2 separate regions of the Sus scrofa genome follow, and region 2 is linked to region 1. The links are chromatin contacts, called in public HiChIP or PLAC-seq maps. All regions are on one chromosome and are shown on one strand. The core of a region is the stretch at or near the end of the contact, and the rest is flanking DNA. Distances in the headings are between cores, read along the strand shown.

Evidence for each region. HiChIP or PLAC-seq counts read pairs in DNA pulled down with a chosen protein or histone mark.
Region 2: an H3K27ac HiChIP or PLAC-seq map of skeletal muscle shows a contact between it and region 1, with 7 times the contacts expected there. The contact joins two enhancer-like sites. A contact is called at or near these places in 1 of 47 Hi-C or Micro-C datasets (embryonic fibroblasts) and 1 of 2 datasets of contacts at active chromatin or transcription factors (skeletal muscle).

What each region holds. Positions count from the first base shown.
Region 1 is chr8:104,374,697-104,378,943 of Sscrofa11.1, forward strand. PDE5A (cGMP-specific 3',5'-cyclic phosphodiesterase) reads left to right here. Exons shown (of 22, transcript XM_021101648.1): 12 at 2,452-2,604; 13 at 4,137-4,247. Among named protein-coding and RNA genes, the nearest start is that of FABP2, 88 kb to the right of the region's middle. Within about 2 kb of position 1,860, at least 14 of the 83 cell types and tissues checked have an H3K27ac peak or open chromatin away from gene starts, as enhancers often do. A contact at or near this core is called in embryonic fibroblasts and skeletal muscle, where this site is marked.
Region 2 is chr8:104,758,151-104,762,397 of Sscrofa11.1, forward strand. All of the region lies in intron 2 of SEC24D (protein transport protein Sec24D), which reads left to right. The region is part of intron 1 of SYNPO2 (synaptopodin-2); the gene reads right to left. Among named protein-coding and RNA genes, the nearest start is that of SYNPO2, 84 kb to the right of the region's middle. Within about 2 kb of position 2,556, at least 31 of the 83 cell types and tissues checked have an H3K27ac peak or open chromatin away from gene starts, as enhancers often do. A contact at or near this core is called in embryonic fibroblasts and skeletal muscle, where this site is marked.

The DNA of each region.
Region 1 (4,247 bases), core at 610-3,109:
CTCTCACTTGTGAGGAAGCCAGACAGAGTGACATGTATGAGGAACCAGACATGAAAAACACAGCATAACCACAACAGCCAAGGCGCCCCATCCATTTATTTAACAAGCCGAGTCAGAGATGGAGCATGGACCTGTACAGGAAGGTCGCTGGCAAGCTTTAGATGCCACTCACGGGGGCAGTGGGTTCCAAAGTGAGAAGACGGAGATCCTGGAGTCCTATGGACACAAGAAAATAGAGAGGTTGAACATCTTGTTCAGGGCGACAAAGTCAGTGTAACTTCAGAAGTAGAACCTCTAATACTGAACATTCGTTTTTACCAGGTGCTTTCGAGTGTCTCTTTTTCTAACCATTATCTAATACCACAATGCAAATGATATAGCTGGGCTAGGATTTTGCTGCCTGGTGATCAGTTGGTTATTTAGCTCCTTATCAAACAGATGGTATTTGAAACAACTGGTTTGGATTAAAAATCACTGAACAATTAAAATATTTTTATAACTGAATACTCCTTGCTTTAAGCCTGTCTAATCCTATTCCCAAAGGTATTTCCAGTTCCACTCCTGGGGAATTTCACTTTCAAAGTTGGTTGGTAGTTTTGCTTTGTTTTTAAATTTTTTGCAATGATGAAAAGGGACCAAGGTATTAAAGAATCATATGGGAGTTCCCATCGTGGCTCAGCAGTTAATGAACCCGACTAGTTCATGAGGACGTGGGTTCGATCCCTGGCCTTGCTCAGTGGGTTAAGGATCCAGAGTTGCTGTGAGCTGTGGTGTAGGCTGCAGATGCGGCTCAGATCCTGAGTTACTGTGGATGTGGCATAGGCCAGCAGCTACAGCTCCGATTAGACCCCTAGCCTGGGAACCTCCATTTGCCACAGGTGCAGCCCTCAAAAGACAAAAGACCAAAAAAAAGAAAAAAAAAAGAAAGAATCATTAAAAAGGGATTTAAATGAAGAATTCTCTAAAGAGTCACAAGAGGGAACTACTTTCTTTATTAGAGTGGCAGATGTAATTAAAAAACTTGGAAAAATAACATTATCCTACCAAACTGTTTGCCAGATTGAATGCTTTAATCTGGTGAGCTTTGTGTATTTTTTGCATTCTATATTTGGTTATTTCGACATAGATAAGAACTTACAGCCCTAGAAGGGCTTAACTGTATTCAAATTAAACACTAAAATAGCTAAACAGTGTTTCCTGAGAATTTGCAGGCATTGTGCTCTCACGTGGAGTAATAGGCAGTATCGGGCAGTGTTAGGTGGTATTACAGCAGCTCCAGAAGTTTTGACTTAGATTAACTGTAACACATATACACTTTTACAGCATCTTATTGCTTTATAGAATCTATAAAATACATTATTTCTGTTAGTCTTCAATATCACCATGCTTAAGTTATATTACCACCATGAAGAAAAACAAAGTCAGAAATCTCACTTTGCAAATTCTAACAAATCATACTGTCAATGAAAGGAGAGGCTGTGAAAATCCAGAATTGAATATACATAATCTTTCCCAGAAATACCACGTACTTTTTCCCTGCTAGTAGGAAAATGTAGAATATTTTGTTTTATAAAATGGTAGAATGACAGACGGTATTTTTTTTTAACATCCCCTTTATCCTAAGTCCTTTCAGGGCAAACAGAAAGTGGAATTCTCTTGTGATGGCCAGAGAAGCCGTTTTCGGGAGTTTTAAATGATGTGTAACTTTCTCATGGCTTATTAGCTATCAGTCCCAAGGATTGTGAACCTCTGTATCATTGGCCACAAGGTTCTCCAGGCCCCCACTAGGTCAGCTCAAAAAGGTTGAGTCATGGTGTGGCATGGCTGCACAAGGGGAAGAAAAGATCCTTTTCTCCCAGTAGAGAGCAGTTGGGAATCAGAGTATTTAATGGAGGGAGGCTCAAGCCGTGTTGGCTCTCTTTATCCTGTGGTATTTAGAATGTCCCTTGTGAAAGGAAAGAAAGAAAACTTCCTGCTGTAATTGTAATGATGCACTAGGAACAAACATCTGTTCTCTTGTGCAATATGTTTAAGGGAAGCAGCTGTTATGTGCTTTGAGTTAAAAGGTGGGCTTGCTCCCACCTCCACACTTCCAGTTCCACTTGAGTTGTCTGCTCCCCCTTTGATGTTTGAGGCTGGCGTCAACAATGCAACCCTTTAGCTAAATGTCTTCAGTCCTCCTCACTTCCCCTAGTTCAGCCCACGCATTGCCTGTGGGATTGACTAAACAGAATGCAGATTTTCCTGTGAATTTGGGCTTGGGGGAAAGAGTTTTAGTTTGGAGTGTGAAGAGGGTGACATTCTTTTACCGTTTAAACACATCTGGTGTATGTAAGTAATATGTGACAGTCAAAAGGAGCAGAGAAGGTGCAAATGCCCTCAGGTTGGTAGGGGGAAAAGCTCTAAATTGCTCCATAAAGTTTTATTATTTGTGACCTTTTTACTTGACAGAAGATGGAGGGAAAGCAGAGAAGTGATATACCAGATGCTCAGAAGAAAATTTGGAGGGAATCAAGGAAAAATCGTTACAGAGAAGAAACCTGGTTCAGATTTCCTCATTTTTCTTCCCTCTGCCCCACACAAGTTAAAGCCTCTTTTCATCAGGTGAACCTCAGCCAAATCTGACTAAGGCAGTTAAAGTGCTGGCAGAGTAAAATAGTCAAGGGGTGGAGGAGTGGAGCTTTTTGTAAGTTCTGATGCTGGCGGGGGCCAGGCAGGAAATTGAGGAGAGAAGCCTGACAGTTCTGCTCAATCTGAGGGAACCAGGGCACCTCCACCATGACAGGTGTTGCTTCAAGGGACTTGCGGCTCAGTGTGGCCTGGTTTTTCAGAAGACATCAGAAATCCTTTTTTGTTGTTAAACTCTCCCAATTTTTAGGTACTATAACAAACTTGGTGATTGTTTTAAAAATTCAGTCTCAAACAAACAAATTGGAGTGCACTTGCCAGGTCTGCAAGTTTTCCAACTCAGGTTAATGGGCAACACCCTCCTAGGAGGTTTTGGGATCTTAGAACTAGAACTTATGACTCAACTGAAGGGAGTGAGATTTTCCCCTCCAATCATTTAATAAACATATTAATAAATATCAAAACTGTTATCCATCAGTAGACACAATGGATACAAAGATCTGTAAGATACAGCCCCACTTGTCAATCGTAGTGTAGTTAGGAGACAGATTAAATTACATGATAGTGAACTTCATGAGATTAAACAGGTATTCCTAACGTGGGGCTAGCTCAGAAGGGCATTTAATAACCCTTCTTTGGATGGGAATGGTGCCTTAAAGAAGTCCTTCAGTTAAAGAGAGCAGGAGAAACAGGAGGTAAAAGGAACACTGATGAAAAAGAGTAAGGTGTATTTGAAGAAATTGCAGGTCTTTACATTTGTTACAACAAATCAAAACCAAGAATGTTAATTAAAAAACATCTTGCTTCTAAAAATAAAACCCGTTTTTCCACCCATTGCCAGACCTACTGAATCAGAATCACTGAGTACTTTTAATAGGCACCCTATGTAATTCTTGTGTTCAGACTTTGGTGAAGTACATTCTGTTGGTCCTAGACTAGAGATGGTGTCAAATCTGAGAACAGCATAGTCTGCCTGCATTGGGAGCTGGGCTTCTGTCCTTAACTAGCTGGGCCACCACAGGTAAGGAGGAGCTCCTCCATGCTTAAGGTTCTGAACTTGAAAAATGTAGCTAGAATATCCATTTCATAAGGTTGTTTTGAGAATTGAACGTAAAATGCTTAGAATATTATCATTATCCTGCTCACCGCCTGATACCTAGCCCATAGTACTAGGATGGGGGTGGAGAACAAATACCTCTGGAAGAAGTAACGCTGAGGAGCTGTAAAGGGGCCAGATCACTGAAGTCCTTAGTTCTGCCTACTCTGCCAGGTAGTCTCCACCTGGCCTCCCCGGAACCATATTAGTTACATGTGGCTCAGTTTTAAAAAGCAGGAATAGCTCCTATATTAAAAGATTTTGTATATTGTATGAAAAGGAAACATAATATATTGTATTAAAAAGGAAACATAATCTACTCTTTCCCTATAGCAAAGCGAGAAAACATAGTGAATCACTCTTGCTTTAATTGATAGCTTTCTTTCCTTTTTTTCTTCTCCCCTTACCTAAGGCTGCTGTGGTCCCATCTGCCCAGACCCTTAAAATCACTGACTTCAGCTTCAGTGACTTTGAGCTGTCTGACGTGGAAACGGCACTCTGCACAATCCGGATGTTCACTGAC
Region 2 (4,247 bases), core at 1,306-3,805, 380 kb after region 1:
TCTTGGGACTTGAAGAATGGTAAGGAGGGGAAGTTGTGATCAGAAGATGGGGAGCCTGTGCAGGAAACACAAATTCTATTTTGGAAATTTGTATTTGAGTACAGAATGTAAAAGTGGAAATGACTAATATTCCATTAGAAGGTCAGCTGTGGGAAGAGAAACATATACTGGGATGTCAAGAGCAAAGAGGTGATAGTTAAAGCTGTGGGACTGGATGAGCTTGGTAGTGGAAGGTGAAGGGGCTGAGTACTGAAAACCTGCCACGTTTAAGGGGGCAGTAGAAGAAGTGGGGCCAACAGAGACTGAAGAGAAATAGTCAGAGAGTGAGTACATGTTACTCACATATTAGTGAATCCAGGGGAAGAAAGAAATTCAAAGGGAGAAGGGTGGAAGGATTTCTGGTCCATAGCACTGCCATGGTAATCGGGATGTGATGCAATAAGGAGAAATGCTGAGAAGAAATCAACGGACCACCTGGTAATGAGTAGATTACTGATGAGTTTTAAAGGGTAACTGCTGAGGGGTGGTGAGGGCAGAATAATACATGGATGGAGTCTCTGTGGAGACTGCTCAAGGAAGCTGTTCTGAATTAAGGGAGAGGAAAGGAAGGGGAATAAGGCAGAGAAAGGATTTTTTTTTTTTTTTTTTTTTTTTTTTTTTTTTTTTGCAAGTGTAGGAGAAAAGTTGGAAGAGAATAAGGTGGACAAGTTCTCTTGTGGCTCAGTGACTTAGGATCCATCCCTGTCACTGCAGCATCTTGGGTCACTGCAATGGTGCAGGTTCAGGCAATGGTTGGGGAACTTCCACATTCTGTGGGTGCGGCCAAAAAAGAAAAAAAAAAAAAAGGTGGCATTAGGAAGATATTTGATGGAAAAAGATGCTGGAAGAGATTGAAGGGGAAAAATTGAAATGAAGGGAGTAAAACCAAGGAATTCATGCCTAATCACCTTTGCACTTTCAGCAAAGTAGCTGAAGTTACCTCCATGCTTGATGGAGAATGAATTTGTTTTTTGGAGGTTTGCTCCTCCACCATCACAATCTCAAAAGAATTGTGCTGAAAGTAGAGTTTGGCCTCTTTGAATAATCTATTATGGTATTTAAGAACCGTCATGTTCTTTCTGTAATCAGTAAAGAAAGGCAAAGAAAAGAATATAGGGAGTTCCCGTCGTGGCTCAACAGAAACGAATCCAACTAGTATCCATGGGGATCCTGGCCTCACTCAGTGGGTTAAGAATCCAGTGTTGCCATGAACTGTGGTGTAGGCCACAGATGCAGCTCAGATCTGGAATTGCTGTGGTTGTGGTGTAGGCCAGCAGCTACAGCTCCAATTAGCCCCCTAGCCTGGGAACTTCCATATGCCGTGGGTGTGGCCCTAAAAAAAAAAAAAAAAAAAAAAAAAAAAGAATACAGAATTTCCAGACAGGTTTCTGGGAGACAGTCAATTGGTCTGCGTTATTTAGATAGCTTGTGCAATGATGTTTGGAAAGAGAACTTAAACATCGCTACTACAGTAGGCTAATCAATTGCAATTTGCTTATTAGCATCCTGTGAAAACTACCAAAAGGTATGTACAAATGACTTTTTGGGAAGGGGTGGGAGATGAGAAGAGTCAGTGCAGTGCACCTCCCTGTGATTTGGGTCACTGTAGACATCGCCCCAGAGAGCAGTACTTGAAGGACAGAGTGCAATGCTTTCCTCCTTCCCCTCCCTTTCCTCCTGCGTGTCCTCCTTTCATCTCCACTTGCCAATCCTGGATTTACTGCCAAAACACGGAAGAAAGGCAGAAAGGCAGCACATTTGCTCAGGTTAAAAGTGGTTATAAGAGTGACCTGTTAGTTGTGAAGAACTATGTGTCCCCCAAAAGGAGCATAAGCACCTGTAAACATATTCTGATTTTGTTCCCAGGTTAATAGTGAGATATATTTAGTTTAGCTTTTTTTTTGTTTTTATACTGTTCCACACCCCACTTTTTTTGATAGCATTCCAGTTTTAAATCTTCTCATATTGTGCCTGCCCCAAGCAATTATGTTACATAAGAAAACAATGTTGGTACCTTTAAAATTAGACATTTACTCCTTCATTCTTAAATGTGAGATAACTGCCAGGGAATGTTTTCTCATTGTTCGTGGTTTATTTCCTGAATTCCAGTAGCAATAGTGTGTAAGTGAAACCCACACTGCCTCATTTCCTGCTTAGGCTGCCTGGTAGGCAGTCAAAACCTACATTCCTAAGGCTTTGCTGCCCTCAAGTGGTCTAGCTTGAGAATAACCAACTATTTTGGGGGAGTTGGGGAGATGGAAACTGGGTTTCCAGTCAGTCCTCCTGTCTGACTCAAGCATTAATTCCTGACTGGGAAAAAAAAATTAGTATGTGCCAAATGTGAGAATCATGAGGGAAAAGGAAGATTTTATTTCTCAATATTCCCTCAAAAGGTATAGAGTAAAAATACAATAGCAACAGCCACAAGCTTGTTTTTGTTAATTATAGAGTAACTGCGTGCGTGTTGTCACAGGGACACAGCTGTAGGATATGAGTTGAACTGACTCCCTTAGGCCTTTGGGGTCAATCAGCTTCTCTAGGGCAACCCCCTCATCAGAACCCATGACATCATGTTCCACAACTAAGGACACACTGTTGTTTGGAAAGAATGTGTTCAGGGAAGACATTCCACTCTTCCCATGTGGCCGAGACTCTCAAAAAAGGAGGCCAGCAATTATGGTGATTACACTAATCACAGGGAGGGCTTGTGGGGGAGGGAACCGATGTGGAGGTCTCTAATGGCAGCTCTGTGGGGACTCTGCTCTAATTGGCCACCATCAAGACCCTCTAAGGTAGGTTTCCCAGACTGCTGATGGAGAAAGGAGGAGAACACCCTCAAAGGGATGAGCAGACTCAGGATGGGCTGGGCTTATGAAGCAGGTCGGTTATGGGGCTGTTGATTACTCAACTAGATAGCTTTTCCTGGAACAGGCGGACCAGCTAAAAATGCATGTGGTGCTGTCCCCTTGTGGCTTATGACCTTGTTCCTGGTATTTTGGGTGATTTTGGGTAATTGTGGAAATCCTTCAATAATGAAAGATTTTGCGATAGGAAAACCCTAGTTCTCGTACACTGCTCTTGGGTTGGGCACAGAGATGAATTGGGCGGGTCCAATGAATAGAAATGAGCTGTGGTTTAGCAGGCATCTGGTGCTATAGGAAAGCCTGGGAAAGAACACTGTGCTTAGTAACCTGGGATCTAGAATCAGCTCTGCCACACACTGGGTATGTGACAATGAGAGAGTCACTTGACCTTTCTGGGCTCAGTTTCCTCTTCTGCAAACTGTGGCGTTTGGCTCAGATTAGTGGTTGATAGACTGATGTGTGGAGGTGTGCCTCACCGGCTACCACCAGGACAGAGTCTTTTCTTCCCTCCCTCTGTAAGCAAAGCAAGCCCACTTTGCTCTGTTTTATAAATTGAAATTTGAAAACCACTAGATCAATGGGAGAGGGAGGTATGGGAAGGAGTAGAAGGCAAGTCTGGACAGGAAGTTGGAGTTACACTTCGGATATATTTTTATTTGAGCTGCAGGGAAGAGAGGGGGTGTATGGCTGCGAGCAGGGAGGCAATGTATAAATGATTTAGAAGGGAAAGCGACTAACCCAAAATTGCCTCTGGAAGACTATCAGGTTAGTCCAGGTGTAAAATGATAAAGGTTTGAGCCAGAGTGATGGCACCTGAAATGCTATGTGAATGTGTGTGTCAGGGGATGTAACTGAAAACTGGAATTGAATTCAAGGCCTCTGCACAGAGTAAAACATTTAGTTGGATAAAATGGAAAAGATTAGAGTCCTACCCATAAAAAGAGTATAGCCACTTTTCAACAGATGTGCTGTGGGTGTGTTTGTGTGTGTATCTGTGTATAATGTCAGGAGTAATTAGTGTGGTATATTTGTACCTATGATTAGCCATAAAGCCCTGGCATCATTTTTCAAAGTAAAAGAATATTCTTTAAAATTGAAAGAAAAAAAAATCTAGAAGCAGGGAGATGTGGTTGGATTCTGATAATCATTACTTTGCAGAAGAGGTTGAGTATTTTTCCATTTCAACAAGTCATTAGAAGTGGAAAACTCATTGGAATACAGATATACAGTCCATAAACAGAGCAAGGTAATGAAAATTATCCTGATTATTCACAAGCCAACTGGTGACAAGGATAATGTGCAGCCCCAATTTCCTGCAAATGGTTTGTAGTGCTTTTTTTGTAA